Regions from separate parts of the Mus musculus genome. Here regions 2, 3, 4, 5 and 6 are each linked to region 1. A link is a contact called in public HiChIP or PLAC-seq and promoter capture Hi-C data. All regions are on one chromosome and are shown on one strand. The core of a region is the stretch at or near the end of the contact, and the rest is flanking DNA. Distances in the headings are between cores, read along the strand shown. Region 1 holds the start of Nkx3-2 (NK3 homeobox 2). Region 2 has its middle 290 kb from the start of Gm35380. Region 3 has its middle 250 kb from the start of Gm35380. Region 4 has its middle 230 kb from the start of Gm35380. Region 5 has its middle 200 kb from the start of Gm35380. Region 6 has its middle 170 kb from the start of Gm35380.

Region 1 (3,215 bases), core at 218-2,717:
GACAGTGAAGACCCTGATCTGAACCCCGTTTCCCAGCCTTTTCTGTGCTTCCTGCAGCACCGCCTGCAAAAGAAGTCAGCGCTCTGGCCGGCTCGAAGCCTATGCGAGGCCTACAGCAGACTGTACCCAATAGAAGCCAGCAGCCGGCCTTTCAGACTAAGAAATATACCCGTGAGTGGATACAGAGTCTTGACGATCCAGCGCCTCCCAGACCACCTCAACCACACTTCCCCACCATCTCCCGCCTTCAGGTAACTGCTACTTTTGTTTCTAGCTCCCTAGGTACTCAGCCAAAGGCTGTTTTGCCAGTCCTGGGGTAAGGGAAGTTAAACGCGCCCTTTCCCAAGGCTCCCCACTCCTACGCTGTGACAGGATCTGCAGTCGTTGGCATGGCTGTGTCAGGGATCTACCTCATAGATTTTTGGTCCCCCTTTCCTAAATCTAGAGATTTTAAATGGGCACAGCTGAGGCACTGCAGATGAACTCAAAGTTCTTGGTGCAGAGCGCAGGCCACATAGTACCAGGACACCCGGCTCTAAGAAGCTCACTTGCTTCAGGTTTGGGGCAGCGCGCGCCAACGCGAAGAACTTGGAGACTTCGCTAGCACTAAGCCCGGCAGGGCGTCGTGTTCCCACAGTAGGCCCACCCCGCCTCAGAGTGCTTGACCTCTTAACCCACCCCCTTCAGCCCAGCCCCCTTCCTGGAGAACCCCCCGCAGCAGCAGACCTGAAACGCTGGCTGACATCTCGCTGTCGCTGCGGACCGGGGCTTCCTCCTCCAGGTCCTTGGCGGCGTGCAGCTCGCAGCCTGGCTGGTCCAGGCCCAGGGTCACCCTGGCGCGGCCGGTTCCACTGGCTCCCGGGACATCGGCGCAGCGCCTCCTGCCCTCGTTCTCTTCGCTCAGGGCTGAGTCTGAGTCCCAACCTCCCGGACTCTCTGCGCTCTGCCCCACGGCTGTTCTGGTTCGGGCGGGAGATGCCAGAAGAGAGTCCTCGGCGCCCCCCAGCGCACCGGCCTCGGTCTCCCCGAAGATCCGCCAGCAGCAGACGGCGGGCGCCGCGGTCACCGCCACCTCTGTGCCCCCTGGTGCCGGGCGCCCCTCCGGCGTAGCCAACCCGCCGCGCTCCTCTTTCTTGTTGAGGATCGCCTGGATGGAGAAGGGCGTCAAGGTGCCGCTGCCGCGCACAGCCATCTGCGCCGCAGATCGGAGCCGGCAGCCAGGAGGGCAACTGGGGCGCGGGGACAGCTTCGAGCCTGACACGGAGCTCTGGGCGACCTCAGCGCGAGTGAGAGGGGCGCGCCAGGCCCCCGCAACCCACTCCTGCGCAGCACAGCAGCCCCCGCCCCCCTCAGTTCCAGGATCCGCGCCGACCCTCACCCCACCTCACAGGCCCACCTCGCCAGGACCCCCTCCCCTGGAATCCAGCGCCAGATGCTCTTCTCCTACAGCCCGGCCGATTATCTCTTCGCCCGTGGCCCTCTGGGGACCGGCCCGGGTCTGTCCTCTGGGGAGAGGCCGGCGAGAATTGTCAAGGGTCCTCTCCGCGTCTGCAGTCGCCTCCGGAGCGCCGCCGAGGCGCACCGCCCAAAGTCACTTTTTCTGTGCGCCTCTGTCTTCCCGGCCTGTAGGGCTTCGCTCCTGGCGGGTCCTCCCTCTTCCCCTCTGGGCTGGCTTTTCCGGAGCCTACTCCTCTGGCGCCCGCAGTGACAGCTGAGGCCCCTAAAATCGGAGAAGAGCGGGGACACCTTTTACCCTCTGCCGGGGTTTTATCTGTTTCTTCTCTTTGCTTCTGCGTTCCACTGTACCCCCCCCCCCCTCCCATCAGAGTGTCATTCCTCACCGCTGAGTGACAGCATCGGGCCACGCCCCTTCACTAGCTGTCCTGGGCTCTCCCGGCAGTGGATTGGCTGGTTCCAACTGGAGGCCGTTGACTTTAAGAGACTCTAGTCCACCAGTTGAGTAGCAAAAGACAGGGTCTGATTTAACCCCTTCCCTCCTAAACCTGGTTCTCAGTAGCATCCTTCAGCATCGAGGAGAACCATCATCCCGAAACTTTGTTTCTGATTTCAGTTCCGATAACCATCGACTCTAGCGCTTTTCTGGAACACCAGTATGAACCCCAGCTCAAAATTTCGGCGAAAACTCAACAGAAAGCATCTCCAGATGTGACGTATAGTTTCTGTTCTCTAGGAAGGAGCCCAGAGTCGAAGAACAAAATTCATCTTTTTTTTTCCTTCCACTCTTAAAGTTTCTCAGCTGTTTCTCTGCTAATGCTCTTTACTGAAGTAATCTGATAATTAAAATCACTCTACTAAGTACTCCTATCATTTTACGTTTGATTGGATTGGATTTCTGTAGACGACTTAAAAAGCTAGGTTGAAAAATATTAGTTAAGCACCAAGTGGGGCGAGGAATTGGAAAGCATTTGGGTAGAGAATTTTTGGAGCTGGGTATTCGTCTCCTTGGGCAATCAACTCTGAATTTAATTGGATTTGTTCAATTTGTTTTACATCAAGAAGAAAACATAAAAATGCTTTTAATTTGTTCTTTAAATATTCTGTTTCTTGTGAGTTGAGAAGGAGTAGATAAGTTTGAAAGAGACTAGCTGGGAGTTACACAATAGTGAGATCCAGAACTGAGATTTAATGCCCTTAAAAATAAGAACCAAGTTATTTTACTCACTAGAAGGAAGTAAATACAAAATATAAACATTGTGGTTATGTCAAAACATATGTTGCCTATTTACTAAACATCTTTTTAATGACAAGTTTGTTCAAGTGACAAATCTTACTGACTGCTCCACAAATGTGACCCGAGGCTTGGTCCAATACACAAGCTTGAACCTCTGAACACATTTAAATAGTTGTGATGTTAATTTCAGAAGCTGAGGAGGCCACTTCATTGGTGTCATTAAAATAGGGAAGGCCTCCTGCAGCTGCTTCCCAGAGCTGATCCGCACTGCGGGGGAGAAATCGTTACCCAGTCAAAGTCGTCCGCCTCGCCTCGGGAGGAAGGTTAGAAACTTGTAGACTTCGTGGCTTGCAGTTGCCTGTTTTCCTGCCCTATGAAGATGCTGCAGGGTCCCTTGGGGTAAGGGATGGGCCTCTCTTGAAGGGGCTACAACTCTTCATAGTTCTTCACAATTGTGTAAGTTTTGAGGGAAAGATTTAAATTCGTTGTTAGTAGCTGGCAACTATAACAGCCAAGGGACTAA
Region 2 (3,215 bases), core at 368-2,867, 440 kb before region 1:
GCATTGATGCCTTGGCTCCTGAGTTTGTCAAGGCCATGGTGTCTTCCAGACCATTCTACCAAGCTCTGAAAATCACCATACCAACACTCAATGAAAAAGAAGTGGGAAAAAACTAGCACATACTTCATGAAAAAGGTTTGTGAAATAAGTCTCATGATTCAAGGAACACTCCAACAGAAGTGTAACCATAGGTGAGAGGAAGTCAGAGTGCAGAATTTGATACACAAATAAGAATTCAAGAGATGATCAGAAGGTAATGACTCTTTTCAGACTTGATATTCATCCTGACCTGAATCCCCAGTCCTGAGTTTTCAAGTAACGCCACTCCCAAAAGAAAATTAAAAAATAATGTTAAAAAAAAATCTACTAGAGACCATTAATACTTCACTTGTGACACTCCAAAGAAAGTATGTCATATATCCTTTGAAGCAAGTTCTTAGATTGCATCAGTAAAACTAGAATGAAACCCTCTGTGCCAGTTAACCCATCCACTCAGCATCCTTGAACAGCATAAACAAGAAGTTTATCTCTTTAAAATTCAAAATATGTGGTATGTGAATCACCTTTGAAAAGAGGAATTAGCATGTCACTCAGCAATTCCATCCTTGAGTATTTACTCAGGAGATTTTAACAACATGTCTACATAAAATTTAGAAGAAAAATGTTCAGAACAGACAATAATTTGGAGACAATCCAACTCCACCTCAATAAAAAAATAAATGAAGACAGTGTGGTATATCCATGCAAAGAAAGAGTATTCAGCAATAGCGAAGATAGTGCTACTCTCACGTAGTGTAGCGTGGATGGGATTTAGAGACACTGTGCTGAGACAAATGAACTTGATGAGAAAAAACTTGATGAAATATGAATTTGTTCATATGAGATTCCCAGAAGCCAGAGAAATCTACAGGCATACATCTAGAAGTGAAAAATAAAAGAGTGTTTGCCAGGAGTTGGGGAATGGAGAGATGAGGGTTAACTGTTGAGAGGTACTAGGGTTCTCTGGAGGTGGGAGTTGGTGAACATATTTGGAAATTAGATGGTAATGATGTTTGAATAGCTATACAGCAAACCACAGAACTGTGTCCATTAACAGGGGAAATTTTAAGTTATGTGGTTATATCTAAATAAAATCATTATTTTTTTTAAGTTTGTAGCATATATACAGTGCTCCACAAAACCCATCATTCCCTCATAAGTTTTGTCAACTGTACATTAAGGAAGATACTAAATTTTCACTCATCTTAAAAACAGAGCATTTAAATTAATCATTAGTGGGTTTCCCCACAGTAAATCACATGTTTAAAGCAAAGAGATAAAGATGTAAAACATGTACTTAAATTTAAAATAATAGCATAACATTTTGAGAAAAGAAAGGATTTAATTTTAACCTGGCCCACTGTGTCAAGGAGGATAATTCTTGAGACTTTTCTAAAAGTAACCATGGACCTATTAGTGACACAGAGACAAAGCATTGGACCATTAGTGTTAAAGCACTGTGTGCAAAATTGCTGTAGACTTGGAATTAATTCCATAGTGTTAATTTCCTAGTGCCCTCGACCATGCTGGCTCTAGGAGACAGACTTGTTGGCAGCTGAACCATCTGGACTCAATTACTGGTTTCATTTTTTTCTCAAGCCACCAGTATTTTCTTTGAAAAAGGAGGTAGTTTTGGTAATCCGTTGTCTTTAGACCTGTTTATTTTACCTAAGAAGATGGTATTCCATGAAGTTGATATTCCATGCTTGGCACTATCTGCTCTTAGGTGAACAGAATTCCATCCTCCCTGGAAGTATTTGTCTCTGCATGGAAAAACACAGGAAAAAAAGAGCCGTAGTCAAATGAGCTTTACCAGAAAAGGGAACTCCAAGGAAGTAAGATGGAGCAAATGCATAAGGTCTCTTTCCTTCCAAGCTTACTGACAATCTAGGGGTGGAAAATAAGAATGCAGACAATCACAAAAGAAAAGATCAGATGCCTCCAGTCTGCTAAATAACAGGAATAACACTGAAGTAATGTATTTGGTAAATCACATGATACCTTGTTGTATATGCAACTACACTGATTATTTATAATAAGATGAAGGAATCTACTAAACAGAGACTGTCATTTGCTGAATGTGGTGAGCCCTGTTCCAAAATCTTTCCAAACACCTGCTCATTTAGCGTACATAGCAGGTATTTTTCTTCTCAAGTATGCAGATAAGGAAATCAAGATCTTGATATGTGATGAGCCAGAGTCATGGAATTAGAAACTATTTTCCTAGTATTTACAGCAAGTTCATGGCAATAAATTTGAGGGGTGGGGGATAAAAAGGCAAACAATTTACACTTCAGAAGAAATGCCTCTAGTTAGTTTCATTTAATCAGATATCTCTGATGTTCTATAAACTGGCAAAAGCTAAAGAGAATACCATCAGCTCAATGAGTAAGACATATTAGATGGCCTGATGGAGTCTATATACCCCTGGTTTCTTCTCATATTAATTCATTATCAACATTTGTGATAGACAGAAAATAGCATCATGTAAATCACAGTGCAGTGGATGACAGAAAACAAACCTTCTATCCACCCGAAGAGGCCTAAACAGTATTAAAAAGTAAAATTCCTCAAAACAATAAATAATCAGGGTAAATTTTATCTTGCATATATCATGAGGAGCATGTTGACTGAAATGCCTGTTCCCCAGACACCTCACACCTCCTCCCCTCATCCATTTTACCACACTCATTCCTCATAACAGCCCAATGAATTGGTTCTTTAATCTTGCAAATTTTATAGAAAGATGCAGAGAGATAATTGACATGTCCAAGGTCGCCTACCTGCTAACTGTGCACTTGACTCTTTCTGTTCAGTTATGCAATGACATTTTTTAGTGCATGACTTATCTCTTTACACTCAATGAGAAGAGACACCCCCAAATGTGTCTTAAAATAGCCAGGAATAACTTTTTTTTAAAAAGCCGGGGTTTTTGAAAAGAATAAAGTATTTTAGATACCCTTAAACAGGCAACGGTGAGTAGAGAGGTGTGTACAGGAACTAGTCAGCTAGTCAGACTATGAAATTCAAAAGGTCTGAATTTTCAGACAACAGGGGGTCTTTGCTTGTTTCACCCTTAATTAGAGAGATGTGGGTGGAACCATGATCTGTCGACTCTCACACATTTTTATCAACTGCTTAACATTTCAAGTGAAACATTTTATTGCATTTGTTGT
Region 3 (3,215 bases), core at 379-2,878, 390 kb before region 1:
AAAAGGATGTAAACAAATGGAAATTCCTTAAAAGTGTCAGGGATTGGTTTTGCCTATGACAGGATCCTAGCATAACTATCCCCTGAGAGGATCCACCCAGCAGCCAATGGAAACAGATGCAGTGACCCACAGACAAACCTTAGATGGACCTCAAGAGTTTTGTAGAAGAGTTGGGGAAAGGATTGAGAGACCATAAAAGGACAGGGACTCTACAGAAAGACCAACAGGGTTAACTAACTGGGGGCTTAAGCCCTTGGGGACTCCCAGAGAATGAACCACTAATGAAGGAAAGTGCAAGGGCAGGACCTAGCCCCACACACACATATGTAGCAGATGTGTAGCTTGGTCTTCATGCAGGTCCCCTAACAAACTGGAATGGTGGCTGTCTCTGAATCTATTGCCTCCCTGTGGATCCTGTTCAACTAACTGGGCTTCCTTGTCTGTCCTCAGTGGGAGAGAATGTGCATAGTCTTCAGAGACTTGATGTACCAGGGTAGGGTGATAGCCAGGGTGGCCTCCCTTTTCTCAGAATAGAAGGGGAGGTGGGAAAAGGGGAGGAGCCGTGGGGTGGTGGCTTAAGGGAGGGATATTGGAATGTAATGTAAATAAATAATATTGAAAGAAAAATAAACAACTGGAGATTCTGTCTCAATAGGGGATGGGAAGGGTTTTCATGATTTCCTGCAACATATTGTAAAGTTCATCAACACAAATACTATAGGTTGATTGAAGACTATGTGTTGTGATAGAATCATGGCTCACATCTGGACTGACCACACCACGCCAATGCAGTTCCATGTGAGAGAGCTTTATTGTGTAAGAAGGGGGCAAAGAGGAACGAAAGAGACAAAGGAAGAAACGAGAAAGCAGAGGTCAAGTGGGTCTGCCTTTTATTTCGGCTGTGATATAACCACTCACAGGTAAACAAGGGAGGTAAACCAGATGGACTCTGGGAATGTATGGCGAATGCCATGCAACAGATGGTTGGGTCCCTGTCGCCTATGAGTGTCATCACCAGCATTGCTGGATTCAGACGCGACCTGCAACTGTAAGCTGGTTCCTGATACCAACACTATGAGGGAAATAAAAAGTGAGCATTTGGTGAAGGAAACAGAACATATAAATACTATTTGTAGGGTCTAATCAAGGGTTGTGGTGCTTACTCTAAAATTCTTATTAACTTTTTTGTACCACAATAAATGTCAAGAAAATCAAACAAGTTCACGAAAAAACTTACCTTCTCTCCAGTAGCAAAAGACTGATGAAGAATAAGACTGGGACCGGGCTTGATCTTTTCCTTCTGATAGTATACAATGCTAACTTGGGCTGTATTTCACACCCCTAACCACTGTCCACTCAGCATGGCCAGCAGTAGTCTCTCTCTGCCCTGCCTCAGGTCTAAAAGTTTTATGAAACAAAGCACTCTATTTTGGATCAAGATAATAGCCTAGGGTTTACTGTATGTACAAATCAGGGCAGGGAGCCTGTCCCTGTTGAATCTTGTTGTTATTCTTGAAGCAGGAAGTTGAACTTCCCCACCTGCAAATGAAACTGGAAACTTCGCCTCCCCTCCTCCAAACAGGACTAAAGAAAGAGGAGGGGGGAGGGGTTTTGACTGGGAGGCCTCTCTTAACAAGTACACAAAATGTCATTCTTCTGTCTCCACTGCTTGGCAAGGCTCTGAGCTACCTCTAAAAAGGCTACAGACTTTCGGTGGAAAGCAAGCCCAAGGAGCGCTCATTAAGAGCAAAATCACATCAGTTGTGAAAAGTGGTTCTATTTTGTTTTCCAATCTTCTTGATATTTTGGATTTTAAGAGTTTTCTTCCAAAAATACTTCCTAAGTCAATGTAGCTATTCTCCAGCATCTCAACCATGGGGACCTCTCATAACTTTGCAAAGAGAAGGCAGTTGTTTGCCTGGCCCAAGGTGTACACTGATTCTTTCATGCAAATATATCTTTCTACTCCTGTGGCCAAGTGCCTCGCTGTTATCGCCATATGTTTGTTCAAGTGGTGAGGAAATATTAAATATCACACGTTCTCAGCAGAGACTGGACAGTAATTATCAACAGATGGCAGCAGTAGGGGGCTGAGAGAGCAGAAGAGTCCTCCCGCAGGGGGGGGGGGGCAGTGCTAAGCCTCAGGCCATTCATTGGTCACCAACCTGGGCAAAGAAGATGATAACTATGTATCTCCTCTCTCTCTCTCTCTCTCTCTCTCTCTCTCTCTCTCTCTCTCTCTCTCTCTCTCTCCCTCTCTCCCTCTCCCCTCTCCCCTCTCCCCTCTCAGATTATCTGAAGCTTCCATGGCCTCAATCCTAAAGTACCAAGTCTGAGCTCCCACAGAAGTGATGGGAAATTTACCTGTGGAGTAGGGTCAGTCAGTGATCCTTGAGGAAAAGGAAGCATCACTAAGTTTTGAATGATTGGGAAATGAACAGGACATAGGTTGCCTGTGGATGTCATGAATTCGTCAGATATATACTGAATGCTTGCACTGTTCTGCACGTGGCACAAAGATCAGAGAAACACTGTGATTTTTAAAATATATATACCTAGTACTTGGGGAGTTAGCATCTAAATAATTTACTATCTATAGCCATGGAAATACATGCACTGGATAAAGGGTCATAAAAGTCCTGTCATTGCTTATTCTGTCCAAAACAGAAGATAAGGAGATGAAGGAATTTACCCAAAAGGTACTAGAAAAAGGGAAGGAATGCATGGATCTCACACCACACTCCCAAGTGAGGAGCTGTGGCTAGTTCAAAACTTCTGAGGAAGACAAGTTGGTTTCTTTTTAAAGGTATGGTCCTAGTAGGTCCACCACTGTCCTGTGGATGGCCCCATACCCAGGAATATATGATATATGGACAGCAGAAATTGAACTTAATGGTTTGTTTTTAATTAGAGAATAATGGAGGTAAGTTGCTTCTGGAAGGGGTTAGGGGAAAAATGGAGAAAGAATATGTTAAAAAACACATTATCTGAAGTTCCAAGAAATCAATAAAATATTGCTTTATCTTTAAAGAAGAAATATCTGTTCTGGGCTCATAAATGAGAATATAACTGTTCTAAAAACAAGACAGATTGTAGGCAATCTGAGCTGTAGGAGGCAGATGGGATCATGTTCTAATGAAGCCTCCAGTGGACCTGGAACACGAACATGAGATAGGAATTCTTCCAGGAAGCAGAAACTTGAACAATGGCCTGGA
Region 4 (3,215 bases), core at 309-2,808, 370 kb before region 1:
AGTTCAGAGACTACTGTAGTCATGGGAGAGAACTATCGTGCATGGGTGAACAATGGCTCTCCCATAAGACAGGTTATTAAATAGAGTCATGGTGTAAGGCACGTAGTGTCTCTCTAGGAGCTGTTGGTCACGGAGGTACCAAAGCAATGTAGTCTATGGCCATTTCCTCAGTTACTCACCAAGACCCCCTTTCTGAAGACACCACGCACTTTGGCTGTGGAATATAGAGGACTCAATCTCAAACTGAGCAGAAAGCTGCTGCTCTGGTGGCTAGTTTTCATATAACCAGAGGGTGTATGCATGCAAACAGGGGAGAAAACAGGTCAGTCTTACCCAGCGCTGGAGTATAAATATTGCCTGGCAAGACATACTCAGGGATGTAATAGGGACTATGGAATAAGGCTTCTGATTGAATGTGAGGCCTACTTCACAGGGGAGAATTTTACCCCTAATATTGTAATCCTGATCAAAACTAGCTGTGGAGGTCATAAGCCCTTGGGCGGGGTGGGAGTGGGGAGGACTCTGCTATTTTTTTGCTAGATGTCATGAGTTCAACTCACCTTCTAAGTTTTTATGCTTTTACCCATAAATGTGGGCTGCTTTCAAGTTTTGTCAGAGGAGGTTCTTAGTCACTGGAATGGAGTATAATTAGTCAAAGCCCTAAGAATGAGCCTCAGTGCTCAGCCCTACACAGAACACAGATTTCTTTTCAATCCTCTGGCTCTTACATCCCTTCTTTCTCCTCTTTTGCAACATTCTCTGAGCCTCATTGTGAGATTCTGCCTTCTGGACATGGCCAGGGCTGTTGAAATCATGAACTCACAACAGCTGTGATTGCCTGCACACAGTCTCTACAAGATCAAACCAGCCAAAGTCTCATCAGCGATGGGTTAGATACTCTCCAGGCCCCACCCCTCACTGAGAAGCTACTGGCAGGGGAATAATGTGAGCACTGGTGGGTTTTCCAATGCTCCAGTGGATGATCCCACCCCATGCACAAATGGGCAGCACCAACTAGATTTAGTGGGTATCAAAAGAGAGAGAGAGAAAGAGAGAGGGGGGAAGGAGGGGGAGGGAGGGAGGGAGGGAGGGAGGGAGGGAGGGAGGAGAGATGAAGTTGGGAAAATAGTGTGCTAGGATGATATGGGTGGGAGTTAAAAGGAATGTATGGTAGATCCTATCCTATCCTCCATCGTATCAACTATGAAATTCTCCAAACATAAGGCAAACATTTGAAGTGCAAGCATATGTTCAATGACCAGTGATGCAAACACATGCATAAAAGCTTTATAAAGAAGATGCATAGCTGTGGTTCATCTGGGAAAGGATGGAAGAGACAGAGCAACAGAAGGAAACGGAGCTTTCCACTGCAGCCAGCACAGCTCCAGGCCCCCGGCCCCTTCCCACTCAGACCTATCCAGTCCAGATCCCTGAACGCTGGTCTCAACGATCACATTCTTGTTCCCTGGCAGGTCGTTAAAGCTGGTCAGACTTCTGGGGTAGCCCTCCCTAGGTTCATCCAATGATTTTCTGGAGTTCTAGGAGAAAGAAAGGCATGTCTTCAGGTCCAAATGGCAACCCGGGACTGGAAGCTGGGAGAAGAAAGAGCTCTTTGTCAATGGGTGTCACCCGCGGACACAATCTTATTTTCAGTTAATCAATTCATATACAGTAAAAAAGCCCCGAATGCAGCCCCTCATTAGCCCAGGGCTATAAAGAAGCTGGGTCTCAGGCTGCCCTAAACCCCAGAATGGCTGGCACCTCCACCCGGCGATTATCAAATTGGCTGGCATTAATCATTTTAACGACCAAACTGTGCTTTTTTTCTCTTTCTCTCTCTCTCACCTTTAATTTTAAAAATGAAAAATTTAAAAGACAGAGAAGGGGATGCTCACAGTGATTACTAGTATAAAGAAAACAAGACAGTTTAGTAAATGACCAAACGTTTTGAGTGAGAAAGTTAAGAGAAAGGAAAAAAAATTAATAAGTCTGAATCACTTTTGTCAGCCGTTTAAGCTGTGACCAGCAAAGCCCACTGTCAAGAGGGGTCCTTGCGTGGAGGCCTGCCTCAGAGAGCAGGGGGGACCCATCAATGGTCCCTTTATTTGTGAAAGATGGATTATTTTAAATAAATTACAGAGCACTTTCACTGAATAAACAGCCCTCTGCGGCTGCGGGGCGCTGCACATGCTTAATTGAGCCACAGAAAATCTTAAATGACTCTGGAGCTGGGGACTGCCTGGCCTTGGGTTCCACCGATGGGACCTGCGCCTGAGTGCGTTTCGGACTGAAGGCCAAAGCCTTGGAGAGGGAAGCAGCAACCTTAATCCAGAGTGTATACTTAGGAGCTTTCGGAAAACCGCAGGCTGGAGGATGCCCAACGCTGCACAAGGCTGCCTCACAAGCGAGCCGGCTGCGTGTCACTGTTATTTGTGTTTGATATGTTAAATTCCCTCAGCGTTTCTGGCGTGGAATCCCACTCACACATTGCAGAGATTCTTTGGCCAAAAGAAAACTTCAGCCTTTCTGGCTCAACCTCACCACCAACACCCCTCACCCCTCCCCCCGGATCCATGATCCCCAAAACACTCACACACATACATCTCCTGGGACAATTCCCAACTATCATTTCTTTAGCCATAAGTTCTAGTGTAAGAATTCTACATAAATGATTATTTTTAATCCTTTCTTAAGACATCATAGCACCGACAGACATTGTTATCTGCAGAACCCACAGTGCAGGTGGGAGTCAGTGGAAGGCTGGGACCAAGAAAGGGCGGGCATTTGAAACCTTTTCTGGAAGCCCAGGGCCCAGCATCCTGTGAGAGAGAGATAAAGAGCTATAAACCGAAGCAAATCAAGTCCGGAGAACAGGTACCGCTATGTTTGGTGAACTAAATGGGTCGTCCACTGCTATTGCTCCTCCAAATTAAACTGCAACAAGCAGCTACTGTCTGCCATGGTGAACAGCAACTAAGAAATAATAAGAAAAACAAGCAAAAACTAAAAAAAAAAAAAAAGAATACGGTCAGGTCTCAAAAAAAAAATCATAGAATCCGGGGTCTCTCCTGAGAATTTTTTTTCAACACAGTACTTTAATAAGAGACTTATCACCCTCCCCCCAAAATGTAGCTGTGAAATTCTTCCCCAAAGGTGACACAATTAATTGCACTTGCAGTTAACACAATTAAACCATGGCTGAAAGACTGGCTGAC
Region 5 (3,215 bases), core at 205-2,704, 340 kb before region 1:
ATTCATCTGTCCTTGCAGGTGTATTATTTCTAGCCCCCGGGATGAAAAGAAAAGTCGTTGCCCATGGCTTTTATAGTACTTAAAAATACATATTTCCATGACTTTATAGCCAGAGGTCATACTTTCTTCCAGAACCCACAATAACTAATCATGTTACTGCCACCAAGTCTAGGACTTTGGATTAATACTTGGCTGACAGGCGCGTTTGCTTCCATCCTATGAGTGATCCTTACTTTAACGACCCCTACAGTTAGTGATTTCTCCTAAATATTTATTTCTCCCTCAGGGAAAGATTTCTCTAAGAACTTGCTCTCTGCCCAGCATATTCACAACTCTTGATCTGTTTTTCTTCTATTTGTCCACTTAGAGTTTTTGCTGGAATCAATTTTACTAATTTCCTTCTGAAAATTAGCAAGTCAGAGTAAATCTTTCCTGTCTCCCCTACATTCCCCTCTGCTTTCTTGGTTTTTCCTCTCAGTGTTAGCTTGCTAGAACTTAGATTTGCATGGCTTTCTCTCCAGAATGGCTCTTCAGTTAAACAACTGATGTTGAGTCGTAAGAACAGAGCAAAAAGGAAAGAGAGATGTGGGAGGGAGGGGGGATAAAGGAAAGAAGGGAGGGAAGAAGAGACAAGAAGACTGAAACTGAAATTTGCAAGTTTTTTGATTCGAACATTGCAGTCATCACCTATGCCCTTCATTTTTCTAAATGACGCTTTTCTTGACATTTGTATCACATTTTTCAATAAAAGACATCATCACTGTAACACTTTATCTCTCCCACCTACCATCAAATTGACAGCTAGGCAAAGCTTCCAGTATACTCAGCCTTCTTGGACGATTCATGTCCAATCCGTTAAATTAATTCAACTATGGCCCAAGTCCAGTCTCAAAGCTGGCAAGATCTTCGGGCGATGTATGCATCCAGGAACAGAGATAGGTTAATCAAACTTCAGCATCTACAAGTGTCTTTCCAGAAAAACAAATGGGCTGGATCAGATCATCACCAAGAGCCTTCGGATTGTAATATCCCATGCATAAATGGTTTCAAATTGATAATTCTCATAATTTACGAGAATCTGATATCCACCAACGATCCATGAGCTGTACCTTACAAGTTGTACAGTAATAAAATTCAATTATATTTTAAAAACTAAAGGCTTTACTAGCTGTGCAATCTGTTTCCAGAACCCCAAACCTGGAGATTCACTTTGAGGCATTCTCTGGGCTTGTTTCCCCATTGGCTGATCTGATGGCAGGCAGCTTGTTAACTGACTTTTATCATTTGTTTTCACAACAACCTTGAGACTCCTTAGAGCAAATTGTAATGGGCAAAAGCATACTCTCTAACTGGCAGCCAGGAAGCCCAAATCCCAGCCCAAGAGGAAAGGCCAACTCCTTAATTCCAGGCTGATGATGGGGCAGAAGTCATGCTGAGGTTAAGTGACTTATGCAACTGCACGGAGCTAGCCAGCATCCAAGACAGGATCCTGGACTTGCCACTTCACAGCACTCAGCTCTCCCAGCCACTGTCCTTTTCTGAATGTTTTCAGTCTGGCATGATCCACAGATAAAGGAAACTGTGGTTTTCACATCATGGCGGAAGCTATTATTTTCATGGTGAATAATAAAAGCAGAGTGACCCATTTTGGAGCTTCCAGAGGCTCCCATTCCAGACTGCATTGTTTATTTCTTGGGCTTTCAACAGGTTTTATTTGGAGATATGAATTTTTAACACGTTTGCATAGCTCTGCATTTCATTTCAGGGCTCTCTGTCAGAACCACTCATTTCCCCCCACCAGCTAAGCTGTTGAAAAAGAAAACCGTCTCGAGGCCAGTCCAACCCTACAGTTTAAAAGCTGGCAGGGTCTGTCTTCCTTCTCCCCCTTGGGAGGATTAATTTGCTTCTTTTTTATTCTCAATGTTTTATGATTTCAAATAAAGGATATAATGGTGCCATTGAGAGTTGAGAAACTGCGGAAGATAAATAGTGTATGTGGGAACTGCTTAAAATGAGAATCGGAGTTTTCGAAGGAGGCAGAAGTAGAGACGGTTTTTATCATGTGAGTGAGGCCTATTAATGATAAAGGAAATTTCCTCCTTCTAATGAGTCTCACCTTTATAGACCAGAGGGAGGACAGACGGCTCCATTTGTGTCATAAACGTAAAGAAGTTGAAATCGCACTCCCAGGAATGTAATGTGTTTAATTCCAAAGTTGGGGAAGCAGCCATGAAAAAAAAAAGTACATTATTTCTGGACAAGCAAGATGGAGTTTGGATTTTTCATCTTGGTTTCATTGCCTGAACACTGACACCTTTGAGCAATATGCAAAAGCCATTGCAGGAAACCACTTGACTAAAGAGAAGTCATTTGAATAAATTATTTTGGTCACTGTTAACCTTGATTAGCTTCTGTCTTGGTAGGAGTCACCTGTGGAATGATCCATTCAAACCAGGGCTCCTAAAGCCCAACTCATCACCAAAGGGCTTTTATTAAGGGCTGGCTGCCACTTTACAAAATAAACTGGGCAAATGTTACTAACCTCCAGGAGCTCATAATTAAGGCCAGTGAAGTAGACATTTACTGACAAGGCACTGTGCGCAAAGCACTGTGGGAGGCAGGGACAACTCAGTCATGACTCCTACTATCCTGGTTCTCCCCATACGTGAAAAAGAAAAGAACATGTGCCCTGACTGGATTATGTTAGTACCATGAGACCAGTAGCCCAGGACTGGTTCATTCTACCAGCAAATGTCTCATAGTTCCAGCTACATTTAAACTCAAGAGATTTCAATCAAGTGATGTGCTCATATCTGATCATTTCAACGCCACCTAATCACTCAAGGCTATCCATTGCATCTTGGACATTGTATCTTTACCATGACCTTCAGAGCCTTGAATGCAGCTCTTCCTAGTTCTTTGATCTTATCTCCTGTATATACCCCATATGTTTTTCCTTCCATGATTTCTACACTTCTGCTGTCTCTTGCCAAGGTGCCTGCCACCTCTCCAAATGGAACATCTACCTCTAAGCCAATGGTTCCACTAATCATTCTAATCACAGCTAGCTTCTAAGAGGCCATCCTTCACCTCCTAGCTTAAATCTCTCCACCATGACTCTGGTTGACACCACCTCTTTTCACTTCCTTTACGTTGTAAATGGCACTCAAAAGGGAACGCCCTCATTAATCTACTTTCATGTCACCTGTCCCCTT
Region 6 (3,215 bases), core at 428-2,927, 320 kb before region 1:
ATAAGACTTCAGTCCTGGCTGACTCATAATAAAATATGAGGATACTGCTAATCTATGCTTGCATCTGAACCACAGAAACTATAAAGCAATATATGCTTCTGTAACTTGTTACAGGAAAGTAGAAGCTAAGACAGTTGTCAAATGTGACTTGCCAGAGTGGCATGCACCTAAACACAGTCTTGGGATTTAAAGTCTTTTCTTCAGTGTCACGTGCAGTTAAAAGTGTCCCTCATAGAGCATGTACTACATGTGAGCATTTCACGGGCTCTTGTTTGGTCATGCACATGGTGACCTGTACCAAGTTGAGATATGATATTCTGCCTCTGCAGGCAGTAAAACTGAGGATCAAGTAACTGATTCAAAATGACAAAACTGAGCTAAAAGTAAGCCAAACTGGGAGCAAAAGCTTCAAAACTGTCGGCTTTACTGTGGAACCACGAAATCCAAAACGGCTGATAGACAATAAGGGAGAGATCAGAAGACCATAAGCGTGAGAACAGGTGATGCTCAGATCTGAAAAAAGCAAGGAGATCTGCAAAGTAAGAGGAAGGAGAAAACTGGAGTGTTTCTCTGCTAGATCTGACCTCAGGGAATTCTCTGGTCTCCTTGGGAAATTGGAATAGCAGTGAAGATAAATTTGTTTATCATAAATCCTGGGGTTCTGAACATTTCAGAGAAAGGTTTGAAACTCACAGATAAAATTCCATAGCCAGCATTCCATGGGTTGTCATAAAGCCACACAGCTCTGGATAACTACCTAAATCAGACGCTCTCAAGGCACATATCTGGCCACTTCTGGTCATCTCAGTTTAAGCACCCTTTTGTAGCAAAGTCCCTTTCCACTCAGTGCACATTCTGGCAACTGTTTGCACCTCCTGAAGTTTCCCTTTAACCTTGCAAATCTCTTCCCCTCCAGAAGTTGCATCAGCCTTCAAAAAACCAAACTGGGGGTGGGGGTGGGGGTGGGGGTGGGGCTGGGGCTGAGAGAAAAAGCTTACAGAAAGCTTGCAAGGATGTTGAGGTGTTACAGGCATGTTCTCAGAGAGGAGCCCTTTGATAAATGAGCCACGAGTCTGTGAGAGAAAGAGAGAGAGGGAACAGCCAAGAAGTCAACCTCTTCCTTCCCTCAGATTTATGAATTTTCCAGCTAGAGGCAAAAGCATCACTCGGTCATCACTGAAGTGCAGAAAGGTGAGAAGGGAAGCGAAAAGACCAGAGATTCCCTTGGCGTGGAAGTATGTCTGTTTTATGTAACATACATGGTGTGTGTTCTAGTGAGCTTGTTGCATAGGAAATCCATTTAATTGTCCTCGTAAAATAAATACTTTCTTTGCTTTAAAAATGCAAAAAAAAATGTATATATTCCTTTCCTGGATAGCACAAGACAAAGCTTCAAAGTTGGTTCAAAAAACCAATACTTTTTTTGCTAGTGGAAAATAGCTTTTGATTCCTCAGTACATGGCTCTTTTTTGAAAAGTAAAATTATACGTAAAAATGGAGAGTATTTGCAATATTTGAGCTGCCATGGACTATTGTGCTAAAGTACTCAGAGAGTAAGGGCATTTTTAGTCATTTAACACAAAATGGGCTGCAAAGGCTGTCCTAGAAGATAATAGCTACACCACAGTCATAATTGTTTGCAGGACTAAGGAATGTGTGTTCTGGATGACTTTTTGCCTAAATGCCACATGACTCATACCCTCGGTGATATCCTCTGTTTAGTATATGTTGATTGGTGTGATGCTCATTACAGGGATGCTGTTAAGCAATGTTTGTTGTAACTGTGGAAGGAAGAACAAAGGCAGAAAGAAAAGAACACCCCCACCGCCCACCTCCTCACAAAGGAAATGAGTATATCACAGTGCTGTGCATCTCATGGTATACACTGCAGCCAAATGTGGCATGTGCAAAGAGCTGCCCAGCCTTGTCTGAATAACCTCATTTATCATCATTTGCTGAAGCCACACAGGCTGACCAGGGACAAAGAGAGAAGAGCCAAAGAACAAAGAATTGGAGTGGCTGGGTCTGGTGGCATCACTTCTGGCATGAAGCCTTCTTACTCATCTATGAAATGGCAATGATACTAAATGCTTTGCCAAAATCCCCTATTTTTTCCACTAGTCATTTACTTATTTTTATCATTTTAATTTCCAAGGCATTGGATACAAGCATAAATGTACCATGAGCTCTGCCCTCAAGAACATGGAGAGGAACACTTTTTTAAAAGTTTTTTTTATTAGATATTTTCTTTATCTACCTTTCCTGGTTCCTCTCAGAAAACCCCCTATCTCCTCCCCCTTCCCCTGCTCCTGCTTCCTGGCCCTGGCATTCCTCTATACTGGGGCATAGAACTTTCACAGGACCAAGGCCCTCTCCTCCCATTGATGACCTACTAGGCCATCCTCTGCTACATATGCAGGAGCCATGAGTCCCACCATGTGTTTTCTTTGGTTGGAGGTTTAGTCCAAGGGAGCTCTGAGGGTACTGGTTAATTCATATTGTTGTTCCTCCTATGGGGCTGCAAACCCCTTCAGCAAGAAGCACATGTTTGTCAAAAGGACTGCCAGATTAAGTAGTAGCAAATTGGAGAACATGGCATGGCATCCTCAAGCTGCCAAAACTTCAGGGTCATATTAGCAACTTTCTTGAAAAACATAAAATATCATGGTCAATTTCTTTCTGTCATCCCTATTTCTAATACCTTCTGCCTTCTTACTCTTATTTTTTTTTTCTGCTGACCTAAATTTTCTCATTAATTGAAAGACAATAATTTCCTTTTGGTGGCAGTGTTAGAGTTTGTGATGTATAATGCGTGGTGCATGCACACATATCTGACCTTGTAGGCACAGAGGCCAGAGGAAAATAACAAATATACTGTTCTGTCATCTCCTACATTAGTCCCCCTAAGATGACATCCCTCACTGGACCTGGAATTTGCTTTTGTTTTCTATAATGGAAACATGCCAGCTCCAGTGATTTCTCTGTCTTTACCCAGAGAGCACAAGAGTTACACCCATGCGCAACCATACCTGGCTCATATGTGAGTATTGGGGATATGGACTCGGGTCCTCTTGCTTGCTTAGCAGACACTATTACCCACCGAGCCATCTTCCCTGCCCCTCTCATGATTCTGTTCTCTTCTTCATAGATCTTTTCTAAAAATCATAGTATGTATAAAGCAATGTTGATAACAATGTCGATACAGGTTTGTAAAA

The links. Promoter capture Hi-C pulls out the DNA fragments that hold promoters and counts their contacts. HiChIP or PLAC-seq counts read pairs in DNA pulled down with a chosen protein or histone mark.
Region 2: a contact with region 1 is called in a promoter capture Hi-C map of second pharyngeal arch cranial neural crest, with 4 times the contacts expected there. The contact joins the enhancer-like site here to the promoter of Nkx3-2 in region 1. A contact is called at or near these places in 8 of 39 promoter capture datasets (the 3T3-L1 cell line, 3T3-L1-derived adipocytes, the C10 cell line and 4 more), 4 of 115 datasets of contacts at active chromatin or transcription factors (embryonic limb bud, embryonic stem cells, pancreatic cancer cells and 1 more) and 3 of 9 other capture datasets (adipose tissue, embryonic stem cells and liver).
Region 3: a contact with region 1 is called in a promoter capture Hi-C map of the 3T3-L1 cell line, with 4 times the contacts expected there. The contact joins the enhancer-like site here to the promoter of Nkx3-2 in region 1. A contact is called at or near these places in 12 of 39 promoter capture datasets (the 3T3-L1 cell line, the C10 cell line, HPC-7-derived erythroid cells and 7 more), 1 of 484 Hi-C or Micro-C datasets (embryonic stem cells) and 1 of 115 datasets of contacts at active chromatin or transcription factors (embryonic limb bud).
Region 4: an H3K4me3 HiChIP or PLAC-seq map of embryonic limb bud shows a contact between it and region 1, with 9 times the contacts expected there. The contact joins the enhancer-like site here to the promoter of Nkx3-2 in region 1. A contact is called at or near these places in 6 of 39 promoter capture datasets (the 3T3-L1 cell line, the C10 cell line, hippocampal neurons and 3 more), 1 of 484 Hi-C or Micro-C datasets (nephron progenitors) and 1 of 115 datasets of contacts at active chromatin or transcription factors (embryonic limb bud).
Region 5: a promoter capture Hi-C map of the SN4741 cell line shows a contact between it and region 1, with 2.3 times the contacts expected there. The contact joins the enhancer-like site here to the promoter of Nkx3-2 in region 1. A contact is called at or near these places in 12 of 39 promoter capture datasets (3T3-L1-derived adipocytes, the C10 cell line, the HPC-7 cell line and 8 more), 2 of 484 Hi-C or Micro-C datasets (the G1E-ER4 cell line and nephron progenitors), 3 of 115 datasets of contacts at active chromatin or transcription factors (craniofacial prominence, embryonic limb bud and embryonic stem cells) and 2 of 9 other capture datasets (adipose tissue and embryonic stem cells).
Region 6: a contact with region 1 is called in a promoter capture Hi-C map of the 3T3-L1 cell line, with 4 times the contacts expected there. The contact joins the enhancer-like site here to the promoter of Nkx3-2 in region 1. A contact is called at or near these places in 10 of 39 promoter capture datasets (the 3T3-L1 cell line, 3T3-L1-derived adipocytes, the C10 cell line and 5 more), 2 of 484 Hi-C or Micro-C datasets (cortical neurons and embryonic stem cells) and 1 of 9 other capture datasets (adipose tissue).

The regions. Positions count from the first base shown.
Region 1 is chr5:41,762,753-41,765,967 of GRCm38.p6, forward strand. Nkx3-2 (NK3 homeobox 2) reads right to left here and starts at 1,468. Exons shown (of 2, transcript NM_007524.3): 1 at 727-1,468. The coding sequence starts at 1,192. Gm46910 (a long non-coding RNA gene) reads left to right here. Exons shown (of 2, transcript XR_001784850.2): 1 at 1-251; 2 at 2,072-2,333.
Region 2 is chr5:41,324,229-41,327,443 of GRCm38.p6, forward strand. No RefSeq gene overlaps it. Among named protein-coding and RNA genes, the nearest start is that of Gm35380, 290 kb to the right of the region's middle. Within about 2 kb of position 1,618, at least 1 of the 459 cell types and tissues checked has an H3K27ac peak or open chromatin away from gene starts, as enhancers often do. A contact at or near this core is called in second pharyngeal arch cranial neural crest, where this site is marked.
Region 3 is chr5:41,368,508-41,371,722 of GRCm38.p6, forward strand. No RefSeq gene overlaps it. Among named protein-coding and RNA genes, the nearest start is that of Gm35380, 250 kb to the right of the region's middle. Within about 2 kb of position 1,629, at least 6 of the 459 cell types and tissues checked have an H3K27ac peak or open chromatin away from gene starts, as enhancers often do.
Region 4 is chr5:41,390,788-41,394,002 of GRCm38.p6, forward strand. No RefSeq gene overlaps it. Among named protein-coding and RNA genes, the nearest start is that of Gm35380, 230 kb to the right of the region's middle. Within about 2 kb of position 1,559, at least 26 of the 459 cell types and tissues checked have an H3K27ac peak or open chromatin away from gene starts, as enhancers often do. A contact at or near this core is called in embryonic limb bud, where this site is marked.
Region 5 is chr5:41,417,872-41,421,086 of GRCm38.p6, forward strand. No RefSeq gene overlaps it. Among named protein-coding and RNA genes, the nearest start is that of Gm35380, 200 kb to the right of the region's middle. Within about 2 kb of position 1,455, at least 21 of the 459 cell types and tissues checked have an H3K27ac peak or open chromatin away from gene starts, as enhancers often do. A contact at or near this core is called in the SN4741 cell line, where this site is marked.
Region 6 is chr5:41,443,959-41,447,173 of GRCm38.p6, forward strand. No RefSeq gene overlaps it. Among named protein-coding and RNA genes, the nearest start is that of Gm35380, 170 kb to the right of the region's middle. Within about 2 kb of position 1,678, at least 11 of the 459 cell types and tissues checked have an H3K27ac peak or open chromatin away from gene starts, as enhancers often do.